Linked DNA regions of Hordeum vulgare: region 2 is linked to region 1. The links are chromatin contacts, called in public HiChIP or PLAC-seq maps. All regions are on one chromosome and are shown on one strand. The core of a region is the stretch at or near the end of the contact, and the rest is flanking DNA. Distances in the headings are between cores, read along the strand shown.

Region 1 (7,020 bases), core at 3,291-5,790:
ACCTTCATTTGCCTTCTCATAGATTTTGTTCAATCGTTTCATGAACGACCCAACGGAAAAGGCCACACATGCGGAGTTAATATCCTTCGCCAGATATTTGTTCTTACAAGCCCTGTAAAAGTTTGCAACGAAGTGCCTCATGCACCATCGATGGTGAAGCCTCGCATGCCCTGGCATGTGAACATACACGGCCTTCAATATGCCTTGGTGCCGATCGGATATGATGCATACCTCCCTATTCGGAGGAATGACCGTGGTTCTCACAAGTCTCGTGAACCATTCCCAGTTGTCTTGGTTCTCCACGGACACCAAGGCAAATGCCACAGGCAGCACGTGATCATTAGCATCATGTGCCATTGCTATCATTAGTGTGCCCTTATATTTTCCTGTGAGGAATGTTCCATCTATAGACAAAACCGGACGACAATGCTCGAAAGCTACAATGCATGGGCCAAACGTCCAAAAGGCACGACGGAACACTCCTTCAATATCTTGGACATAGTGGTACATTCCGGGGTTTCTATAGGACATCGCGCCCAGCAACCTTGTAAGCATATTGTACGGCTCTTCCCATCCACCGTACAACATTCTAAGAGCGACTTGCTTGGCCTTCCATGTCTTCCCGTACTTCACCTTATACCCGAACCTCTCGAAAACCCAACTCATCAACAACTTCACTTTAATGGTTGGATCCTGAGCTATATATTTGTGGTATTTATAACCGGTGAATTCCGAGGTTAGCTGACGATGTGTCGTCGGTGCTTCATCGGCCAGCGGTGTGCATTGGTGAGTTTCACTGCAACTACTTATCTTCCACCAACCATCTTTCGTGGGTCTTCCATTGACTTTCCATTTGCATTTTTCTACCTGGCATTTCACGGAGTATTTCTTCTTGCAGTAGAAGTGAACAACTATGAAAGGCATCTAGTGTTTGACGGCATACTCACACAACCACATCTTGAATTCTAACATATGCTCGAACATCAAACATTTCTTTAGGTAAGACGTAGAAATCGCGTCGGGTGTGCAACTTGGAAATATTCTAGCCTCACTTGTCTTGCTCATGCCACTGTCGACTCTGGCCTTATCTGCAAGGCTAACATCACAAAACAAGGGAACTTTATGATCCCTGACGATGATTTTTGTATACCACTCCGCTTCTTTCTCAGTGAAGCCATCCTCGTCCAACTCATTCATCGGGCCTTCATCATCTGACTCATCCACACAAGCACGCTGATAAACAATGTCAGGATCCATGTCATCATGCCTTACTTGAGCCTCTACGTCACCAACAATGTTGTGTTGCCTCTCATACTCTTCGTCGGAGTCATGACCATCATCTTTGATCGGTGCACTACCTCCGAACTCATATTGGGGATACTCATTGACTTCCACTTCAACTTTATGCTCAACAATAGGTGGCACACTACTAATCAGGATCAAATCATGTACGAAGGGTTGGTTCAAGTCAACATGAAAAAGAGGAGCCCTGACCACCTTACTTGCAAACACTTCGAGTGACTTGAGTACCGAGGATGCAACAACCTCCTTGTATGTAACCCAATGCAAATTGGACTTGATACGCATTGTCTTCATTCGACACTTGTGTGCCGACCCAACATCATATCTTCCTAATAATTCTACTTGGTCACTTGGATCAACCCACTTCAATCTTATCCGTGTTTCTTCCACAACCTCTTCATAGGTAGGACTCTCAAGAAATATCAACTCTTCCTCATACTTGTCAACAATATCAACATCCATGAATGCATCTTTGTCAACATAATGAATATTCACAACCTTGTCCATCTAAAAAATGGAACAAAAGTACCAACGCTAAATATACCACATTCCTCATAAAACAACTAAAAACATCTATGTCCATCCAAATTAAGCATTACCCAAACCCTAACCCTAACCCTAAATCTTAACAATAACCATAAGCCAAACCCTAACCCTAACCCTATATCTTAACAATAAACATAACCCAACCAATACAATACAATATTATTGAACAACTATAATCATTAGTATGCACTAAGAACATCACATTCTGGAACTAGGGTTAGAAAACAAATGAACAAAATACCACCCAAATACACAAATCCAACCAATCAAAATTTGGGAGATGAAGGAGATTACCTCAAGCAACGGAAATGACACCGGATCCACGGACCAAATCAATCCTTTTGAAAGGATTTGAGAGGGGAAAAGTGGGGAGAAAATGTGAAAAGGGGGCTGCAGCTCGGGGGAGATGTGGGGGAGAAGAGAGTGAGTGGAATGGTGGCCTGGTGGGGGAGGGTGGGCTCAAATAAATATCTTAGGAAGAAACGACATGCCTCCTGGCGTTTCAACTCTATGTAGGAACGCCATAGGATAACGGCGTTGCACCCCAGCAGAAACGCTGGTTAGATTCGCGTTGCACACAAAGAGAAACGCGACTTAGCATGACGTTTCGTGTTGGCATGCAACGCACGGTTTATGGCGTTTCTAAAAGGATCAAAACGTAAAATCTTTTCGACGCGAGTTCGTTATGTAAATTATTTACAAAACTTGGGTTAGAACAGTGATTTTGTCTGTAGTTTTGTCGTGGAAGGGCTAGTTATGATGCACCGTACTCCATCTTGTCTCCCGTGCCGGCAGTCCACACAAACAGGCGGACGTACCTCATCGATCCGTTGGAGTCCAAAGTCTGATCTCCGTGCCTGTCTGTCCTCCATGATTTCTGTGAGCGAAATATGCATGCAAGCTTCGTACAGTACTCTGTTAGCTTCCTCCCCAAAGTCGCGAGATATTAAACGTTTGTGATCGTGACCTGGCCCCTGTCTTAGTGCTAATTAGATCTCCAGCTCAGTGGCGTGAATTTCATTTTCTACGACGGCATTGATGGATCGCACTGTGGACTGTGGTGGTTATGGCGCCATTGTGCGAGATCAACACGCTACTGTATACACTAAAGAGACCGCACAAACACTGGTTGTTGGCGATGGTACCTCCTGGTTTGATTTTGCCCCCCCCCCCCCCCCCTTTTCTCTCTCTAACCATGGCTCCATGCATGAGCCTTCCCATTTGTCACGTACTCGATCACGTCCCAACCCTGACCATGTTTTGTTTTTAATTCTCATGATGAAGACAGAACTCGTGTACATGAAAATGCTGCAAAATTCGTGGGCACGAAATCCACCATTAAAGATTCTATAATTAAATTGTGTGGATTATTTTAGAACATACGATTCAATTCCCATGAGCCTCAGGACATTGACAGTCCACTAAAACTTAATCAAGTCTAGGTCAAATGATATCATATTAAAAAGCTAACATTTTACATGAATCTCCATGTAAGATCTCACGGTTATGACATGGACGGAGACATAACAAAGTCACTAAGATTGTACTAGCAACACTGCTAGAAAAACTTGAGCTGATCGAGGAAACTGGACATTAACTAACTAGTGTAAGGTCTTGTTTGTTTAATAAATCATAGGATTTTTTTAAGTCTTAACTTATAAGTCCCGAGTCCCTACCTGTTTGTTTACAGGGACTTATAAGTCCATGTTATCCCTAATAATAAAACACTTGTTCACATAACCCTTGTTCATACAAAAGCATTGTTGTCATCTTCATCTTCAAAGCCTTCATTCCCGTCGACATCTTCTGAAGACGCAGCAGTTGACGACACACGTTGCTTCCCCGTAGTTTTTCCTCTACTGTCGGCCGATGAAGACCCATTGGCTCGACCTACGCCGCGTCCGGTGACCTGGGACACGGTCCTCCCACGCCCTATGACACCTCCCTCAACGGCAGCTGCGCCCGGGGCGACGAACGGACGCAGGTGAGAGCCGGCTCGGCCTCCGATGTTCAGAGACCGGCTGCGGCCTCCTCCGCCCTGGGGCACGGGCCTCCCACGACCAGGTCCAACCGGAGGAAGGCCATGACCGCCGACTGGTCAATGTGGAGTTGCTGGTACGAGCCCAACTCCAGGAAGGCGTCGACGTTGCTGTTGAGATCCAAGAAACCCATTCCCCTCCCGAGATTTCTGCCGGCGGATGAGCCTTGGGTTGCCTGTTGATGCGAGGGGAACTGAGAGAAGAAGGGGATCTGGTCCTCCTCATCATCGGCCATGGCGGCAGCGGTTGAGGGTGCCGGCGGCGGCGGCGATTGGAGCGAGGCGGGGAAGGAGCAAGGCGAGGAGGCGGGGAACGAGCGAGGCAGGGTAGGTGCGGGGCGATGCGGGGTAGGTGCGGGCCGATCGATAAGTCCCAATAAGTTTCTCCTGAGAATCTTTTTTGATAAGTCTCAAATGATCAAAGTCCTTATAAGTCCCTCCTGTTTGGTTTAGATGGAATTTATTAAGACTTTTTTAAGTGTCTAAACAAATAATCCATGAAAACAAACACCCTCTAATTACCAGCGCAAACTCACAATCACATGCACATGCACCATGGCCTACCAACCGAAGAAAAAATCTCGTCCTGGCTTCGGCCGCTCTCCCACGTATATATAATACGCCTCCCTCCACCCCCCTCCTCTCGCATCTGCAAGCTTCCAAATCCTCTCACATCACCGCATTCCTACATTCCCCCAGCTCTCCTGCTTGCGGATCTCCTCCTCGATCTGCGATCCATATCCATCGTCGCCATGCTGTCTTCCCACTGCGAGAGCATGCTGGCTTACGCCGCCGCCGCCGCCGGACGGCGCGCCATGCTGGTCGACCCCCGGCGGTACCGGCCGAACGTCGAGGTGGCGCCCAACTGCCCTCGCTGCGACTCGCCCAACACCAAGTTCTGCTACTACAACAACTACAGCCTCAGCCAGCCGCGCTACTTCTGCAAGGGTTGCCGCCGGTATTGGACCAAGGGCGGATCCCTCCGGAACGTGCCCGTCGGCGGCGGCTGCCGCAAGAACCGGCGGGGCAAGCCGGTGCGGCCCTTGGCCGACACGGCCTCCGAGAACCACGGCGCAGCAGCGTTCTCTCACCAGTTCCACGGCCCGGTCCGGCCCGACCTGCTCCTAGAAGGCATGGTCGGCAACCCGGCCGAGCTCGGCCAGCCGGCGTCGGCCGACAAGCCCACCGAAGCCGCCGAGGGCTCGACGATCGATCTGGCAGTGCTCTACTCCAAGTTCTTGAGCCATCAGTCGCACGCCGAGCAGCGCGCCGTCGGGCCGGAATCGGCCGACCCCTCGAGTGGGTCAAGCACGGAGATGAGCCCGCCGGCCCTATCCAGCCCGGGCCAACACGGTTTCGGCGAAATTTGCGGGGCGCCGAGCAGCACGGAGCCCGGCGAAACGACCATGCTCGAGTGCGGCGACGCGCGCGCGCAGGCGCTTGGCGAGTTGAACTTCGGCGTAGACCAGAGCTGCTACGACTCGCTGGGGTTGCCAGCGGACGGCGGCGATCTGATGCTCCCGTCGGCGTGGGGCCAGGAGGCCAAGTACGAGCCGTTCAATTCGCTTCCCGAGGAGGACGCCATGAGCCTCCACGAAGGCGTCGCCGGCGGCTACGATGTGTGGAGCAAGGTGATGGGCTGCCAAGGGCTGGAAGCTGCTCTCTCTGCAGGCTTTGATCGATGTTGAGCTCATTTTCCAGCTTGTTCCATCGCCGCTGCATGCATGCCGCTCTTGTGATTGATTCCACGTCTCTTCTTTCGAATTTCCTCCCCCTTATTTTACCCTTGTTCAGAAGTAACTTATATGATGTGTTCTTCACGGTCAAGGAGTATATATATATACAAGTTGGATAAAAAAAAAAAGGATGTAATGTAATATTAATAATGTTGATATTATTATTGGCAATATACTTACTATTAACAGCTGGGTTTTCCTTTTCTGAGCTACATGCTCACTCCTTCCTAGTACGATCAATCAATGTTCTTCCAGATTCGCAAAAAAAAAAAAAAAAAAAAAATCAATGTTCTTCCCCTTGTTCTTGTATGCACTGCCTGAGCCCTGAGCTGGGTGTGGACGATGTACACATGCTGATGCTGATGGTGCCATGCCATGCTGGTGAATGAATGGTGCACTGGGATTCCAACGACATGCCCTGTGGTGCGGCGTGGACGTAGCTAACAATATGAAACAGCTTCCACTAGTCGCTTGAAAGGTGACATTTGGCCCTAGCTAGTTATAGAGGATTTACCATGCCTGCACGCCTCAATTATTGTTGCTACAACAGGACAGGCAGCTCCGAGATCCATTTCGCGGCTAGGGCGGTGGGAGGGTGCTGTATGGATCCCATCATTGCCGGCTCGAGCTCAAGCGTTCACCATCCTCTTCAACATTTATTTATTTTGCGGGGGTGAAGAATTTTATTCATCCTCTTCAACAAATTACCAACGTGGCCACGGTTATTTCTATCTAAGGACAAGAAGAAACAAGAGTAACAACCAAGGGAAATCACAAACCAGCCGCACCCTGCACGCACATACGCCCTCCAAAAGAACTCCAGAACAGAATTGTTCGTATTATTACTGTGGAGTGGTGCTCTGGCGGAACTTATAAATTAGCGTTTAATCAATTCAGCACATGCTTCAGAATTACACCTTATTTATGCTGTTCTATCGTCGGCCAGTACGCCCAATTTGCATCCCTAGCTCTGGCTGATCCCTGTAAAGCCCTGTGATCACCCTATAGAAGCAGAGTTCGGACTGTGTCTGCAAGAAAGAAAACCAAGTAAAAAGGGCGTCAGAAAAATTGATTTTGTAACTGTATTGACTATTGATCAATGTTCCCTAAAAAAGGACTAATGATGTTCTAAAAAAAAGGACTATTGATCAATGTTTTTTTTTTGCATTCACATGGACATGGGCTTCAATCCAATTCAGACAATAATTTGCCCAATCTTGCAATCCAGGGCTCCAGTGCAGGTGGGCTTTTATCTGATCCACATAATTAATTGGCCCACAATCTAGAAATGGGAGTACAAAATTTGATCAGTTACGTCTGTCTCCTCTAAACAACAAAAGGGGTAAATTCATGAGTAGGGCGATTTGGAGCTCGGCCACCATAGAGGTCAAGAATTTT
Region 2 (7,024 bases), core at 1,846-4,345, 420 kb before region 1:
GCACGGAGGGCCCACAAGCCCTGTAGCCGCCACCAGGAGGTACGGAGGCGGCTGGCAGGCTTGTGGCCACTCCTTAAGGCCATTGGAGCCCTTCTTCCGCCGCAAGAAGTATAATATTCGGAAGAAAATCGTGTTAAAATTTCAGCCCAATCGGAGTTATGGATCTCTGGGAATTTAAGAAACGGTGAAACGCAGAATCTGTGAGCGTAAAAACAGAAGGACACAGAGAGAGAGATCCAATCTTGGAGGGGCTCTCGTCCCTCCGCCGCCATGGAGACCATGGACCAGAGGGTAAACCTTTCTCCTATCTAGGGAGGAGGTCAAGGAAGAAGAAGAAGGAGGGGGGCTCTCTCCCCCTCTCTCCTGGCGGCGCCGGAACGCTGTCCGGGACATCATCGTGTGACGGTGATCTACACCAACACCTCCATCATCTTCACCAACATGTCCATCATCTTCCCCCATCTATATTCAGCGGTTCACTCTCCCGCAACCCGTTGTACCCTCTACTTGAACATGGTGCTTTATGCTACATATTATTATTCAATGATGTGTTGCTATCTTATGATGTCTGAGTAGATTATCGTTGTCCTATCGGTGATTGATGAATTGCTATGATTGGTTTAATTTTCTTGTGGTTATGTTGTTGTCCTTTGATGCCTTTCATATGATCGCGCACGTGGATCACACCATAGGGTTAGTTGTATGTCGATACGACTACGTATTGGCAGGCTAGAGTGACAGAAGCTTCAAACCTAGCATAGAAATTGATGCATATGGGATTGAAGGGGGACCAATATATCTTATTGCTATGGTTGGGTTTTACCTTAATGAACGTTAGTAGTTGCGGACGCTTGCTAATAGTTCCAATCATAAGTGCATAGAATTCCAAGTAAGGGATGACATGCTAGCAGAGGCCTCTCACACATGATACTTGCTATCGATCTAGTAACGTAGTCAATTGCTTAGGGACAATTCCGCAACTCCTACCACCACTTTTCCACACTCGTTAGACACTCGTAGTTGTTTCTTTTTCTAACCAGCTCCTAGTTTTATTTACGTGTTCTTTACTTTCTTGCAAGCCTATCCTTTCACTCCTGCAAAGTACTTCTAGTTTCGTACTTGTTCTAGGTAAAGCAAAAGTAAAGTGTGCGTAGATTTGTATCGGTGGTCGATAGAACTTGAGGGAATATTTGTCCTGCCTTTAGCTCCTCGTTGGGTTCGACACTCTTACTTATCGAGAAAGGCTACAATTGATCCCCTATACTTGTGGGTTATCAGCCTACTAAATCAAAATGTAGCAGGGAGGAGGGGTTGTGGATGAAGGAGGGAGGAGGGAGAAGGAGGGGCGACTGAAGGAGGGATGAGAAAGGAGGACGGAGGAGGGAGGCGGAGCGAGGAGTGGCCGGCCTGCGGCAAATGGAGCAGCGGAGGGAGTACGAAGGAGGTGGGTCGTGGAGGAGGGAGGAGGGAGAAGGAGGGGCGACTGAAGGAGGGAGGAGGAGGAAGGCGGAGCAAGGAAGGGCCGACCGGCGGCGAATGGAGGAGGGGAGGGAGGAGGAAGGAGGTAGGGCGGGGAGAAGGGAGGAGGGGGGATTACCGAGTCCAGGGAGGAGGGGAAGGTGACGACGACAGAGGGAGGAGGGATAGGCGATGGCGGCGGTGAGCGGCGGGGGGCAGAGAGGGAGCGACAGCGGCGGGGGACTGAGGGGACGGGAGTGAGGAAGAGAGAGGGAGCGCACGGGGTGGATAAGGTGGGCATAGCAACAACGCGGGTTGGCGCGAAGCGCTACAACTAAGTAGAATAGTAGCAACGCTGGTTTAGGTAGGGCGCTACTACTATACCTAGCCTGTCGGGAATGGTGTGGTAATTATAGTAGTAGCACGTATTATACTACCACGCTACTGATATGAGTTTATTAATAGCGTTGTTTTTGTACACGCGCTCCTGCTAAGTAGCAGTAACGCCTCCTTTTAAAAAACGCTACTCGTAAGCTTGTGTGTATAATGTTTTCTCTAGTAGTGTTAACAACAACCTAGCATAGGCATTGTAAGTTTGTAGTTGGTATTAGTGAAATTAATCTGGATAGTTCATACTTAAACATCACAATGAGCATTACTCAAATAAATAACGAACATGTTAAGTACAAAGTACACACAACCTAACATAGTTATTAAAATTTGTACGAGTGAAACTGAAATTATATATACAAGCATCCACACAATGAAATAATCTTGTTTTGCAATACATAATTCAGATTTCCCGATTACAAATGTTCTGACATATGTTGAAACTGGATCACAATAAAGGGAAACTTTTGTATCTTGTTGCAGCTACGAAAAATCTTAAACGAGCTTTATTATTTTGCAAGTACTTGAGTAGTATCTTTCAATTTTTTGTGATTATCATATTCATGTCAGCATTAAAACTTGGTAATGAAGGTATTCAGTTCAATGTAACAATAGTATTTTTCTGAATGATATTATATATATAATTGTATTTTAATTGTATCATTTGAGAATTTGAGGAAGTTATATACACTGAAATTTTATTGTCTTCATGTAGGTCTACATAGTGACTAGTAAATGATTGTATTTATATTATGGTATATCTATTGTAGATATGTCTATGGACGCGACTATTTGGCTCCCGAATTCAGATGCTCTTGTGTATGAACAGTAAAAAAATTAAATGAAAAATGATTTCTTGTTCAGAAATGTACCATGCTTCAATATATGAAGCCCATGCCCAAATTGCTGATGTTTGTACATTTGATTAGCTCTCACACAAAAAAGAACAGGCATGTGAAAAAGTTTTAAAAACACATTATTCGATGTTTATGTTGCCCTTTTTGCTACGAGTTCCTTAAATGTCGTTTACCAATAAAATTTTGCACACACCCGGCGCACTCAAGCGTGTGAGAAAGTTTGATATTCACAGGAAGTATGAGGTCCTAATATTTGGCACTCAAGCGTGTGAGAAAGTTTGATATTCACAGGAAGTATGAGGTCCTAATATTTGGCACTCAAGCGTTTGAGAAAGTTTGATATTCACACAAAGAGTCATTTTCTTCTGTTGATTTTTCCAAAAAAATAAATAAAAATTGGATGAAGGAGCATGGCTCTCGATCCAGCCAAGTCACCAGCCAAGTCTCAATAGTCTCCACACTCTAATAAATGAACAAAGTTCGAAGCAGGTCCCGCAAAAAAATTAGAAATATATTGGCATCTTCGTCCCCATCCTTGCAATCCTCCATGCTTGTTCCATTGGTGATGGCACGAGGCTGCTATACCCAATGGGCGATGGCCATCCTTATCGAGAGCAAAAACGTCAACACCACCATTCCCACCCACTTGACTTTGACCGTTGACCCGCTGACATCATCCCCCACTCGCGTTCTTAAGGCCTCGGCTCGCACTCCCCCCCGCTGTCCCCAACAGCTCAGCAATCCTCGCTCCGCCAATCGCCATGGATGCGGTCGTCGCCGGACAGCAGGCGAGGCGGCGGATCCGCCCGCCGGAGCCGCTCGTGATGGCCGCGTCTCCCACGACGCCGGCCGCGTTCCGGTGCCCGATCTCGCTGGAGGTGATGCGGTCGCCGGTGAGCCTCCCCACCGGCGCGACCTACGACCGGGCGTCCATACAGCGCTGGCTCGACTCCGGCCACCGCACGTGCCCTGCCACGCGGCTGCCGCTGGCGTCCACCGACCTGGTGCCTAACCTGCTCCTCCGCCGCCTCATCCATCTGCACGCCGCCACGCTGCCGCCCTCGCCCTCGCCAGAGGAGGCGCTCTCGCAGCTCGCTGCCTCGCACGGTGAGCCCGCCGCGGCGGAGAAGGCCGTGCGCTCGCTCGCCGCCAAGATTGCGCCCGAGAAAGGGAAGCAGGCCTCCGTCGCGTCTGCCGTCGCCGCTGATCTCGATTCCACCGTGCCGGCGCTCCTCTCCTTCGCCAAGGGAGGCGCCGGCACCGACGCGCGCGTCGACGCGGTGAGGATCCTGGCCACTGTGGCGCCGGAGATTGCCTCTTACCTAACCGTGGACGGCACGGAGAAGCGTGGACGGGTCAAGATGGCCGTGGAGGCCTTGGCTGCCGTCTTGTCCGCGGGCGGAGTCAGCGAAGATGCCAAGAAAGCCGTCATCACCGTGCTCGTGGCCAGCGATCTGGGTCGCATCGTGACGACGCTGCTCGCCGCAGGTCCCACCGGCGTCGTGGTTCTCGAGTCGATCCTGACGTCGCCCGTGCCGGACGCCGACGTCAAGACCGCAATTGCCGACAGGTCGGAGCTGTTCCCGGATCTGGTGAGGATCCTCAAGGAGGCTGCGTCGCCGGCAGCCATCCTGTGCATGGCCGCGGCCGTTCAGGTACGCGGGCGGCCCGCCCGAGCGTCGATGGTCCGAGCCGGCGCCGTCCCCGCGCTCGCGCTGGCCGTGGCGGCCGCGCCCACGGCCGCGGCGGAGTCCGCGCTGATTTTATTAGTAGAGGCGGCCCGCTGCAGCGATGGTAAAGCAGCGATCGCCGAGGACGCCGCGGAGGTGGCGGCAGCCGTGATGGGCAGGATGATACGGGTCGGGCAAATGGGACGCGAGGCCGCGGTGGCGCTGCTGTGGCTGTCCTGCTGCGCGGGGGGCGGCGAGCGGAAGATGAGGGAAGCGCTAGCAGCCGCGCCGGAAGCGGTGGGGAAGCTGCTGGTGGTGATGCAAGGGGACTGCTCTCCGGCGACGTCGAGGATGGCCGGCGAGCTGCTGAGAGCAGTGAGGATGGAGCAGGAAAGGAAGGGCATGGTCTCCTCCTCCTACGACAGCCGCACCATCCATGTCATGCCTTACTGAAGAAGAAGGCCTCGTACACTTCCTTCCTAGCAAGTAAATTTGTCGAGCTAACCCGCTTGGTGAAATCGCTGCGCAAATTGTGTTGCTTCCATTGGTGAAATCGCTGTGCAAATTGAAATAACAACGACATATTTTGTTGCGCGTAACCAAGTCAAAGTGGACAGGATATAACTATTTTTGTTTGCAAAGGTCAAGATAGGCAGCATTTACCTGTATCTGTATGTACACTTGACTGTAATTTGGACGCGTAGTGAAGTGGATGGCTACCTCTTGTTCTCTTCTGAATTGGTGGTGTGCTTATTTTAGATGCCTTTTGTAGTGGGTTTGTTAGTTTTCAGTCTGTTGACAGATCAACACACAGCGCGGCTAGAGCAACTCCAAATCTCCATCAGTTCCGTAAAATTAAGGGGAGGTTTTGGAGCAACTTTTGTCAGTTACCTGAGTTTCTCGTCATATCTTCTGTTAAACATAAATACAAATGACACATGCATATGTTTAATATCGACACAATATTTTTTGGAACATAGTACATATGTAAGTGCTCATATACACACGCATACACTCACCTTTATAAACGCATACACGCATACCTTACCCGAGCATTGAGCATCTCCGAGAGACTCAGATAATGCAAGCATCAAGACTTGAACACTGGAGGGTTGGGGATACCATAGTCTCTCTAACCATCCAATCACAGGTTGATTTGCATCATCATAATAATTGAAACAATGATACTCCAACAGTACATCGATACTCCATTCGCAAATTAATACAAGAGCGTTTAGATTACTACTTTTGTAATCTAAACACTCTTATATTAGTTTACAGAAAGAGTACTTGATAATAATTTCAGAGCTAAACCATATAAAATTTAGTACGACATTCCAATTCAAACATAGCCGATCGATCAAAACATTGCAAATAGAACACACTATAAAGATTATTGACCATAATGCGCCTATAAATGCTCAACTTGATCATCACGGAGTTGTTAAAGACCAGTGCGGTCTTCTACACGTTGATGCATTTGAAGATCGATTTCTTCATCCTCATCTGAAGATGAGTTTTCGAAAAAAGATTAAACAAAGACTTTCATCTATAATCCAAAAGAAAAAATGTGGCCAAACACATTGTCATAAAACTCTTTGAAGCATATTTTCTTTTTGGGTGAAACAATTCTCCGGATACCTTTGTTGCGTCGGTTTTTTGAGCTAGGGCTTCGAGATGGAGGCTATAGCAGGGTAGCAAAGGAGGCCACAGAGGGGATGAGGCGATGTAGGGGAGGAGGAGACGTGCGGCAAGGGGCGGTGGCGGACCCGGCGATCGGTGGTTGTGCACCTGGGACGTGGCTTCAGTCGGTTGCGGCGCACTCGCTAGCGACAACAGTCGTATTCGCACTCTTGCAGCGACGGTAGCCGCCAGGCCGATGATAGCACACTCTTGCAGCGACGGTAGCCGCCAGGCCGATGATAGCACACTCTTGCAGCGACGGTAGCCGCCAGGCCGATGATAGCACGGTATCTGGCAGCTGTGTGTGTGTGTGTGTGTGTGTGTGTGTGTGTGTGTGTGTGTGTGTGTGTCACACGTGGTAATTGCTGAAATTTCTGCCAGCCAAAATTTTACGATATGGTTGTTTTCTAGCAAACTTGCGGGGATGTCTATTTTTTTTGTACCATGTAAAGTTAAGGTCACTTTAAGGGAACTGTTGGAGAGGGTTTTGCCCTAACTTCTCGTAAAATACTCCAAGACTCGACCTTTGTCATATATTCCATATATCACATTAGATAGATATCATATTCATGGAACACAATTCACTTTAAAGATGGTGAAATGGTAGACATGCAAGACTAAAAATCTTGTGTTGAAGAGCGTGGAGGTTCGAGTCCCGTTCAAGGCATAATATGTAGAATGCTCATTCAATGAGCATTCCTTGTAGAAGTATTCCGAAAATATGGGCCTGCAGTCTCTTCTATCTTCTGAGGTCCTTAACCATCTCTTACAGTTATTACAAAGACACGAGAATTGTTGGAGATGCTCTTAGGAGTCGCACCACAAGGGTGTCTTACTTAATCTAGACTTCCAAAAGGTTTATGATCGCCTTCATGGGTCCTTCCCCCGTTTGGTGTTGGAGTGAAGGGAGTTTGATGATCATTTGTGCTCCTCAATCAAGCAGTTGGTTCAGAGTGGAAGTAGGAC

What was found. HiChIP or PLAC-seq counts read pairs in DNA pulled down with a chosen protein or histone mark.
Region 2: a contact with region 1 is called in an H3K4me3 HiChIP or PLAC-seq map of embryo, with 7 times the contacts expected there. The contact joins the promoter of LOC123415535 here to the promoter of LOC123415519 in region 1. A contact is called at or near these places in 1 of 6 Hi-C or Micro-C datasets (seedling) and 1 of 1 datasets of contacts at active chromatin or transcription factors (embryo).

The regions. Positions count from the first base shown.
Region 1 is chr1H:471,017,659-471,024,678 of MorexV3_pseudomolecules_assembly, reverse strand. LOC123415519 (dof zinc finger protein 4-like) reads left to right here and starts at 4,540. Exons shown (of 1, transcript XM_045106741.1): 1 at 4,540-5,820. The coding sequence starts at 4,639. The coding sequence ends at 5,574.
Region 2 is chr1H:471,434,673-471,441,696 of MorexV3_pseudomolecules_assembly, reverse strand. It overlaps LOC123415535 (U-box domain-containing protein 27-like), which reads left to right and starts at 3,095. Exons shown (of 1, transcript XM_045106742.1): 1 at 3,095-5,113. The coding sequence starts at 3,467. The coding sequence ends at 4,828.